Linked DNA regions of Ovis aries: region 1 is linked to region 2. The links are chromatin contacts, called in public Hi-C maps. All regions are on one chromosome and are shown on one strand. Each heading gives the region's core, a stretch centred on a gene start, on an enhancer-like site or on the middle of the called end of the contact. The rest is flanking DNA. Distances are from core to core; before and after follow the strand shown. Region 1 overlaps SMURF2 (SMAD specific E3 ubiquitin protein ligase 2). Region 2 overlaps MILR1 (mast cell immunoglobulin like receptor 1).

Region 1 (5,064 bases), core at 499-2,998, 110 kb after region 2:
TTAGAAGGCACATTGCCTAGAGATATATTTATTCTCCTGACAAAAATACTGTAAGCTGCATCTAAGAATTTTTTTTAAAGAATCTTATGATATAATGAATGAGTTAATTTCAGTAAACTGTCAGGAAATAAAAAGTCATGTAATTCACAATTAATGTCTATGCAAATGCTGAATGATTCCGCTGGAATCTAATTTCACACACAACAAACAAGAGTATAATCTTCTAACCTATAAGTAAAGGACAATGGTAGCTATGATAAAATAAAAATAACTTTCAGTTCTCTAACAAATCACTCAAACTTACTTTACATATAATGGTTCAATAGGTAAAGGCCCAAATTTATACCTAGAACACATAACTATCCAAAAAAACGCAGCTTTGATGAAAATGACAAATCACCATTTATTCTCATAAAGCACTGTAATAAAGGTGTTTTTTGTATACCACACATATATAAATCAAAACAGAATATATTAAAAATACTCTTTAAACAACGTATTAATCATATCCCCAAAAAAGAACTTGGGTACACAAAGTTAAAGATACAAAACTTTAATTCAAAGTGGATCAGAGACCTCAACGTAAAACCTAAAGCCAAAAGCCTTAGGTGCCAAAACACAATCCGTAAGACAAACAAATGGATAAAATGAACATCACTTAAATTTCAAAGAACCTTTACACTTTTCAAAAGACACTGTTAAAAAAATGAAAAGACAAGTCACAGTCTAGGAGAAAATCTTTCTAAAGCTTATAGCTGACATAAAACTTGTATTTCAAGCATCTAAAGAATTCTCAAAACTCAAAAAAACTCAGTTTTTTTTTTAAAAAAAAGGAGGCAAAAAATTTCACCAAAGAAGATATACAGATGGAAATAAGCCCATGAAAAGATGCTCAACATCATTAGTTACTACAGGAAAGCAAATTAAAACTTCATGAGAATTCTGTAAAGCAATTATCCTTCAATAAAAAATAAATTAATTTAAAAAACTTAATGAGATACCACTATACATCTATTAGAATGTCTAAAATTAAGATTAACCATAGTGAAACTCCAGTACTTTGGCCACCTCATGCAAAGAGTTGACTCATTGGAAAAGACTTTGATACTGGGAGGGATTGGGGGCAGGAGGAGAAGGGGACGACAGAGGATGAGATGGCTGGATGGCATCACTGACTCGATGGACATGAATCTGAGTGAACTCCGGGAGTTGGTGATGGACAGGGAGGCCTGGCGTGCTGCGATTCATGGGGTTGCAAAGAGTCGGACACGACTGAGCGACTGAACTGCACTGAAACCAAGTGTTACCAAGAGCAACTACAACTCTCACACACTGCTAGTGGGAATGTCAAACGGCATAATCACTTCGAAAGACAATCTGGCAGTCTCTTCAAAAGTTTAACACAAATCTGTCATATGATGCAGCCTAGGCATTTATTTATCAGAGAGGAGTGAGAGTGTATGTCCACTGAAGGACTTAAACATAAACATTAATGGCAGTTTAGTCACAGCCCCAAACTGAAACAATCCAAATATTCATCAGCAGGTAAACAGATTCATAAATTGAGGTCTATCCACACAATGGAATGAAAAGAAATGAACTATACAGGCAACAACAGAGATGAATCTCAAATAATTACGCTGGGTAAAAGAAATCAAACGAAAGAGAGGACATACTGTATGAATCCACTTATCCAGAACTCTAAACACTGCAATGTGTAGTGACAGAAAGCAAATCGGTGGTTGGCTGAAAATGAGGTGTGGACTGAACTGTGTCTAAGTAAATAAGTTGAGGGCGTAAGCCTTAGCACCCCTGACTTTGACCTTATTTGGACACAGGGTCTTTGCAGATGTACTCAAGTTAAATGAGGTCACACTAGATGAGGGTGGCCCTAAATCCAACAGACTGGTATTCTTATAAGGAGAGGTAAACTTGGATCCAGAATATAGGGGAGAAGCTGTAACATATTAAGATATATACTTTGGTCTTTGTCCCCAGTTACTGACACAGAACTCCTAAAATGCTTGAAATTTCCTGAATGACAGAGGTGACAAGAAAAGTGTATTCTGTTCCAATATTTGGTCTTTGTCCCTGTTACAAGACAGGGAAGCTCCTAAGTCCCTTAGAAGTTCCTGGGTTTTGGAGCATTTTTTGTTTCAGTGAGGTTACTGTTACATAGTTGCAGGATGGGGCCTGGTCGCAGGAAAGACCAAAGCTTGATGAGAAGCCTAGAACTTTCAGTGCCACGCCCCCCCCCTCCCCCCGCAGCCTCTGGGGAGCGGGGAGAGGAACTGGAGACCGAGTTAATGATCAATCACTCCTATGTGATAACATCTCCATAAAAACCCCTGAATGCTGGTGTTCAGAATGCTGGGTTGATGAACACACCGCAGGTGCCCAGAGGATGAAGCACCTTGCAGCTAAGTACATGCAAGGCCCATGTAGCACCTTGCAGCTAAGTACATGCAAGGCCCATGTAGCCCCTCTCCTGTCCTATGCCTCTCCTGTCCTATGCCTCGCTTCCATTTGGCTGTGCCTGAGTTACACCCTTTATAAGAAAAACTGGTAACAGTAAGGAAATAATTTCCCTGAGTTCTGTGAGCCATTCTAGCAAATTGCTGAACCCAAGGGTCATGAGAACGCCTCGACATACAGCCAGTTGGCAAGAAATATGGGAGGCCTTGTTGAAACTGAGCCCTTCACCTGTGAGGCCTGATGCCAACTGGGTGGCATTAGACTGAATTCAAGTCCGTAGATGGGGAGAATTGAAATGTTTGAGGAAAAAACTCCCACACTTGGTGGCAGATGTTTTGTGGGTAGACCAGATCGCAGGCCAGGTGAAGACAAGGAACAGACTGGAATAATGGTCCCACAAGTCAAGGAACAGCAAGGTTTCCGGGAACCAACAGGAGCTAGGAGAAGGGCATGTAACTGATCTTCCTTGAGAGATTCCAGAAGGAACCAACCCTGAGCCAGCCTGGCTCTGAACTCCAGTCTCCAGAACTGCCAGAGAATGAACTTATACTATTTTAAACCACCTAGTGTATAGTATTTTGTTACGGCAGCCTTGGGAAACTAGAGAAGGGGTGGGAGGAGGGACCACCAAGAGGCTACAAAGAGGCAGGAGGAAACTCTCGGGGCAGTGGATACGTTCACTATCTCCATTAAGGTGAGGGTCTCACAGTATATAATATGTCAAAACAAACCGCACATAGAAAATATGTACAATTTACTGTGTGTCAATTAAATTTCAACAAAGCCAATTTTAAAACAGTTCATCAAAAAAAGTCTACAAATAATAAATGCTGGAGAGTGTGGAAAGAAAAGGGAACCCTCCGACACTGTTGGCGGGAATGTAAATGGGTGTAGCTACCACGGAAAACAGCATGGAGGGTCCTGAAAACACTAAAATGGAGCTACCATATGATCTAGCAATCCCTCTCCTGGGCATGCATCTGGAAAATATGAAAACTAATGCAAAAAGATACATGCACTCCAATGTATACAGCAGCATTATCTACAAGAGCCAAGATAAGGAAACAACCCAAGTATACATACTCTCACACACAATGAAATATTACTCAGTCATAAAAAAAGAATGAAATATTGCCATTTGCGGCAATATGGATGGACCTTGAGAATATCATACGAAGTGCAGTAAGCCAGAGAGAAAGACAAATATTATATATGATACCACTTATATGTGGAATCTAAAAAAATAATAAAAATGAATCTATACACAAAGCAAAAACAGACTGACAGACACAGGAAACAAATTTATGGTTACCGAAGGAGAAAGGGAGGGTGGGGAGGGGTAAATTAGTAGAATGGGATTCACAGATACAAACTGCTACACATAAAACAGGCAAGTAACAAGGATTTACTGCAGAACACACGGTACTATATTCAATATCTTATATAACCTATAATGGAAAATAATCTGGAAAAAATATATACATATAACTGGGCCACTCTGCGATACACCTGCAACTGACACAGTATTATAAATCAACTATATTCTAATTAAAAAAAAAACAACAACAGGATACATCAAGCCCATTCACAAAGATTTGTGAAAGAGACTGTTTCAGTCCTCAAACGGGAAAAAAGGATTCAAGCTAAAGGACAAAACTGACAGCAGAAAGTCCTCTGGGATAGATTCAACTCCCCCAGAGCTAGTTCTAGGGCACTTGAGGGGTGGAGGGGAGAGGGACACAGCAGCCTGTCTCTGCAGGTGTACTGGGACAAACCTCTGACACACACTCTTTTTGTAACATTTCAGGACAGGTTCCTACTTAAGCACAGTTGGGATTAAAATATCCAAACATCAGAGTAACATTTGGTATACCCATAAAATTATGTGCAACAAAAATAATTTATAACTGAAGAGAGAAGCCATTCTATCACATTTATTACAAAAAGCATCTATCAGTCTTCTTTTGTTGAGACTCATATTTCAACATGTGTTATTTTTAAAACTTACTTTAAAACTAAATGCAAGTTAGCAGAGAGCCGAGGATCTGTAAACTGTGTCGTTCTGTTGTTATGGTCAACGAAGTAAACTCTGCCTGTTGCTGTATTCCGGATCTCCCATCCAGGAGGCAATGGACCAAGCTCTTCACAATTGATGTTGCTAAGATCCCTGCAAAAACAAACATAAAATAAAAAATACCTCACTGATGGGCCTGCTGAGCCAAGCAAGTGTAAATGACACAGAACAATTCCATGAAGTCTGAGAAAATGTATTGTTTCAGAAACTTGAGATGTTGAGCTGGAATCTTTAATTCCCAGTGGTTTAACAAACTTGCTTATTCAAAACCCAATCCATAAATGGCTCAGAAACTTATCACACAGCCTACATTTTTAGTGAGTTCATTCCTGGGTTCTAATGTAATTCAGGTTTTAAATTAATATAAAAGCAATCACAACATTTGCCAACAGAAACTGTACTTCAATACTTGTCTGAAAAAACATTGTTTTCCAAATGTCAGTGATATAAGGAATTACATGTTTTCTAAAATTTCCCTTCAATTATTTCTTTACCACGCCATAAAATCTGTGTAA
Region 2 (4,704 bases), core at 404-2,903:
ACATGCAAGTGGATCCTGAAATAAGAGTCAGAGAAAGTAGTATGAGGACGGGATCAAGTGCTGGAGAAGACGGAAGAGGGAGAACTGTCGCCCGGAGGATTTAGGAAAAGTTTTATGGGGAAGGTGGCATCTGAATGAGCCTTAAAGGACTCCTTTAATTTAAAAAACAACTGATTTATGGAAGAGTTACAACTCCCTTCCTTGATCACAGTGATGCTGTGATGCCCTTTACCAGTCCTTTCACAAACTCTGAGGGAAGTTTACTGCTAAGTCGCTTCAGTCATGTCTGACTCTATGCGACCCCATAGACGGCCGCCCACCAGGCTCCCCTGTCCCTGGGATTCTCCAGGCAAGAACACTGGAGTGGGTTGCCATTTCCTTCTCCAATGCATGAAAGTGAAAAGTCAAAGTGAAGTCGCTCAGTCGTATCCAACTCTTAGTGACCCCATGGACTGCAGCCTACCAGGCTCCTCCGCCTATGGGATTTTCCAGGCAAGAGTACTGGAGTGGGGTGCCATTGCCTTCTCTGAAGGGAAGTTTACATCTTTCCACTAAATTTAGACGTCAACCCTTATTCTAGTTTGAATCATCTTATCTCAGAGAGAAGTCCATGCTGTCTACTTCATCATGAGTAAGTCAATTCCTAAAAATTGCAGCAAGCAGATTTCAGTTTTTCGTAGGAAGAACAGTCTATTGATGCTATTCCCAAACAAAGTTGCTCTTTGAGGCTCCCATCCCTGGGTACCGCTCTGTCAAGGATGCTGCCACGGGGGGATTCCTACTCAGGGGAGGGAGGGATGGAGCAAGAAGACTCTAATTTGTTAGTTTCTTTCCTTTGACTTGTTTCTGCACCCAGTTGCTAAATTGGCACACTACTGTTAAAAGCAAAAGTATCTGCTGGCCCTGGCTCTGCCATTTATTAGGTATGTGGTCTCTGAATTTCAATGGCCTCTTCTGTGGAGTGGGCACAATGCTGTTCACCTTGTGTGCTGTTGTGAAGTGAACCAAGATAACATGGGTAGTGACCCCAACACATGAAGGATACTCAACTGTTTCTTTCCCTATAATCCTGTTTCCTTAAAGAACTATATAACAAATTACAGAGCTGGATTCTCGCATGAAGTATGGTATGATCTGGCAGAGCTTACCAGAATCACTCGTTTCTGGTCAAGAATTTCCCTTAACTCTATTTATCAGGGTTACTTCCTGTTTCGGGGAGGAACTGGAAGATAAGTGTACAGCTGAATTCTATAAATGACAGTACTGTGAGAAAAGATGATATTTTTAGACTTTCTTGATTAAAAAACAACAACACTGTTATCTTACAAGGATTGGGACTAAAAGTACCTCTCAACTACATACTTGGAGCTGGATCTTTGACAAAATTATACCATCAACCACAAACAAATGGTGAATTCTGATAAACGGCAAGTTTGCACTCCAGCTCCTCAAAGCAGAGAGACACTCCACTCTCTGGCTTTCTCAGAGCCTGGTTCATGCCAGGATACATGGGGTTAACCCCATAGCTGTTGATTTTTCCCCATGGAGCTTCTTGGGAGCAGCTTGGCTTCACAAGAGGGGTGTCGTTCATCTTTGGGTGAACAGACAGGAAGAGAGTAGGGCTTCCATCCATGTTTGTGGACTGAGTGAGGGAACCCATTCTGCTTAGCCATTTAATGCGCACTTTCATTTTTCTAGACCCAGTGACTGCACCAGTGCTGAACATCAGTGTCATTCAAACAAAAACAGACCGATATATAACACTACGCTGCATCTCATTCAACGGCTCTCTGCCCATCGATTATATTTTTTTTGAAAAAAACATCACCATATCACCAGTTATTTCCAAGGATGTAAGGAAGCCTGCTGAACTTAACATAACCGAGAGTAACACTGCAGAAGTGAAAGAGTACAGGTGTAAAGCTAAAAACAGATTGCCTGACCGTGTGAAATACAGTCAACCTGTCATCATACCCTCAACAGGTAAGGGCTACCTGAACTCGTTCAACAGGGTCTAGATTTACTTCCAGAAACTGCAGCCTCTCCTCTGCCCACCATTTCCCACTTCGCCCACCTGCTTCTAAGTGCTTTTCCTTCTGTAGGGTCCATATGCTCTGATGGGGCTGCTTTCTGCCATAAAGGAACCATAGAAAAGCCTAGAGAGTGGGGCAGGAAGGGACCGTGTAGTAAGACTTCCTGAACTGACTCTGTTTCCTGCTCGGGTTCTAAGCAATCACATTAGAATTTGTAACTCTCTTTGTTTTCACTTTCTTTTTTTAAGCACTGTTTTTATATATTTATTTATTTTGACCATGCTGGGTCTCCATTGCTGCGCGTGGGCTTTTTCTAGGTGCAGCAAGTGGGGGCTACTCTTCGTTGCACGAGCTTCTCATTGCAGTGGCTTCTCTTGTTTGTGGAGCACAGGCTCTGTGCACGCGGGCTTCGGTGGCTGCAACACAAAGGCTCAATAGTTGTGGTGACTGAGCTTAGTTGCCTCACGGCATGTGCAATCTTCCTGGACCAGGGATCGAACGTGTGTTCCATGCATTAGCAGGCGGATTCTTATCCACTGCACCACCAGGGAAGTCCTGCATCTCTTGAAGCTGCTGGGGTCTCTTGATTTTCTTGTGCTTTTTTAAATCGTTTAAATAAAAACTCACTTCTAACACCGGTAGCTTCCTGCTTGGCTGTTGAATGCCCTACTGCTAATGCTTGGTGAATCTAGATTTCTCTACTGGGGGCAAGAGCGGCTCCTGTCCCAGGCTTGTGTTTCGGAAGGCGCTACCTGGATTCTTCTCAGCCACACACTTTCCAATAAGCTTCCCATAAGCCATAGGGATGCCTGCCTGGACCTTGTATCTCTACTTTTCTATACCTCACTCTAGGTTCCTAGACCTGAATTCCCTGCCCCATCAGATCAGAACCCACCTCCCAGGGCCAGCGCAAGTCTCTTTCTCAGCTCGTCCTCCCAAGGATAGACCACCGTGAGGATGTGAGCACTCCTGGACTCAAGACAAGGGAGCTGTTTGTGGGGGCTGAGGGACGACATTGGGCCGCACAGGCAGGGGCTGTCTATGTGTCTGTCAGGTTCCTTAGGGCGCAGATCAGAGCCTGGATGGGAAGGGGCCAGGCCGGAGCTAGAGCCAGCTCTCTCTACACTGTCATGTTCCAGCGCAGAACTCCGAGTCTGAGAATTCCAGATTTAAAGCTGCTCTTAGGGACTTCCCTGGCCATCTAGTGGTTAAGACCGCATTTCCAATGCAGGCAGAGAGGGTTTGATCCCTGGTCAGGGAGCTGGGACCCCTCATGGTGCACAGCCACAAAATTTAAAAAACAAAAACTTGGCCTGATGAAGGGACACTGGTCAAGGCGGGAGGAGAAAAAAAATTAGGTTAGCAAAGCTAATAGGCATACAAGGGCGTTAGACACCTCATCCTCAGAAGATCAGAGCCCACATCTGGGTGTTCAGTAAGTTCTAACAAGTCAGGCAGCCTGTTGGAGTCAGGCCCCAGAGTCAGCCTTTTGCCTACAAATCATCACCTTCCATTCACTAGCTGTGTGACCTTAGAAAAGTCACATACTCTTATTTAATTGTAAAATGGGAACTATACTTAATTGAGTCTTATTCTACTTAATTGTAAAATGGGAATAATGCCAATGAGATACCTAAGGCAATGCACGTAAAGTGCTTAACACAATGTCTGCGTATAGTCAATAATAAGTGACAGCTGTTGGGTAACATAGATCATGCCAGCCTGACTAAAGACGTTGCCTGACAAATGGCCAGGCTGTTCTCAGATTTATGACCCTAATGACGTAGATAACAATCTGTTTGTTAAATGCTGTGCTGCTTTTTTCTTTGTAAATAACCCTTGGTGGAAGATGGACTTGGTATGACTTTTAGAACGGTGCTGCAGGTGTCCACACAGGGCAGGGGCCCAGGTTTCATGGTATCTTACCTAACTTGGGAGACAGTCATGATCGACCTTTCCAGAACATTCCACAATTCAGTATCATTGGAAAAGCAGGTTGTGCAGTGACCAGTGAATGCTGTCTTCTTCTTCTTCCAGGAGGAGACTGCGGTCCATTCTGCCTGCAGCTCCTGCTTCCGGGGTTATTACTGGTGCTAATAGTCATCATCCTAATTCTGGCATTTTGGATGCTACCCAAGTACAAAGCAAGTAAGTTCCTTAGGAGCTTTGCCATTGTTTTCCCTGGTGGCTCAGACAGTTAAGAATCTGCCTGCAATGCAGGACACCTGGGTTCAATCCCTGGGTGGGGAAGATCCCCTGAAGAGGGGAATGGCTACTCACTCCAGTATGCTAGCCTGGAGAATCCATGGACAGAGGAGCCTGGCAGGCTATAGTCCTTGGGGTTGCAAAGAGTCGGACACGACTGAGCAAAGAAAATGAAAATAGAAGGAAAAAGCGCAAAACGAGAAGATAATGCAGGACTTCCTGAACTGTTCACATTTAGCACAGTTCTCTTTTCTCTGGTGAAGCCTTCCCTATTGAGATTGCTTGTGGGCATGTTACCTGTGCAGTCACATGGGGCCCCATGCTAAGAAGACATTTTAATGCTTTGCTGTCATTGTCTTAAAATTTGTAATACCTTTTTACCTTTTTAAAAATTTTTTTAAAATTCTTTTTCAAAATTGTGGTAAAATATGCATAACAATAGAATTTACCATTTTGGCCATTGTTA

The links. Hi-C and Micro-C count contacts between places; a contact is called where the count stands out from the background.
Region 1: a Hi-C map of liver shows a contact between it and region 2, with 2.2 times the contacts expected there. The contact joins two enhancer-like sites. A contact is called at or near these places in 2 of 16 Hi-C or Micro-C datasets (liver and muscle).

The regions. Positions count from the first base shown.
Region 1 is chr11:48,473,308-48,478,371 of ARS-UI_Ramb_v3.0, forward strand. SMURF2 (SMAD specific E3 ubiquitin protein ligase 2) reads right to left here. Exons shown (of 19, transcript XM_027974335.2): 10 at 4,484-4,642. Among named protein-coding and RNA genes, the nearest start is that of CEP95, 63 kb to the left of the region's middle. Within about 2 kb of position 1,749, at least 4 of the 54 cell types and tissues checked have an H3K27ac peak or open chromatin away from gene starts, as enhancers often do. A contact at or near this core is called in liver, where this site is marked.
Region 2 is chr11:48,361,303-48,366,006 of ARS-UI_Ramb_v3.0, forward strand. MILR1 (mast cell immunoglobulin like receptor 1) reads left to right here. Exons shown (of 9, transcript XM_060395778.1): 5 at 1,699-1,983; 6 at 4,071-4,181. Among named protein-coding and RNA genes, the nearest start is that of PECAM1, 12 kb to the left of the region's middle. Within about 2 kb of position 1,654, at least 3 of the 54 cell types and tissues checked have an H3K27ac peak or open chromatin away from gene starts, as enhancers often do. A contact at or near this core is called in liver, where this site is marked.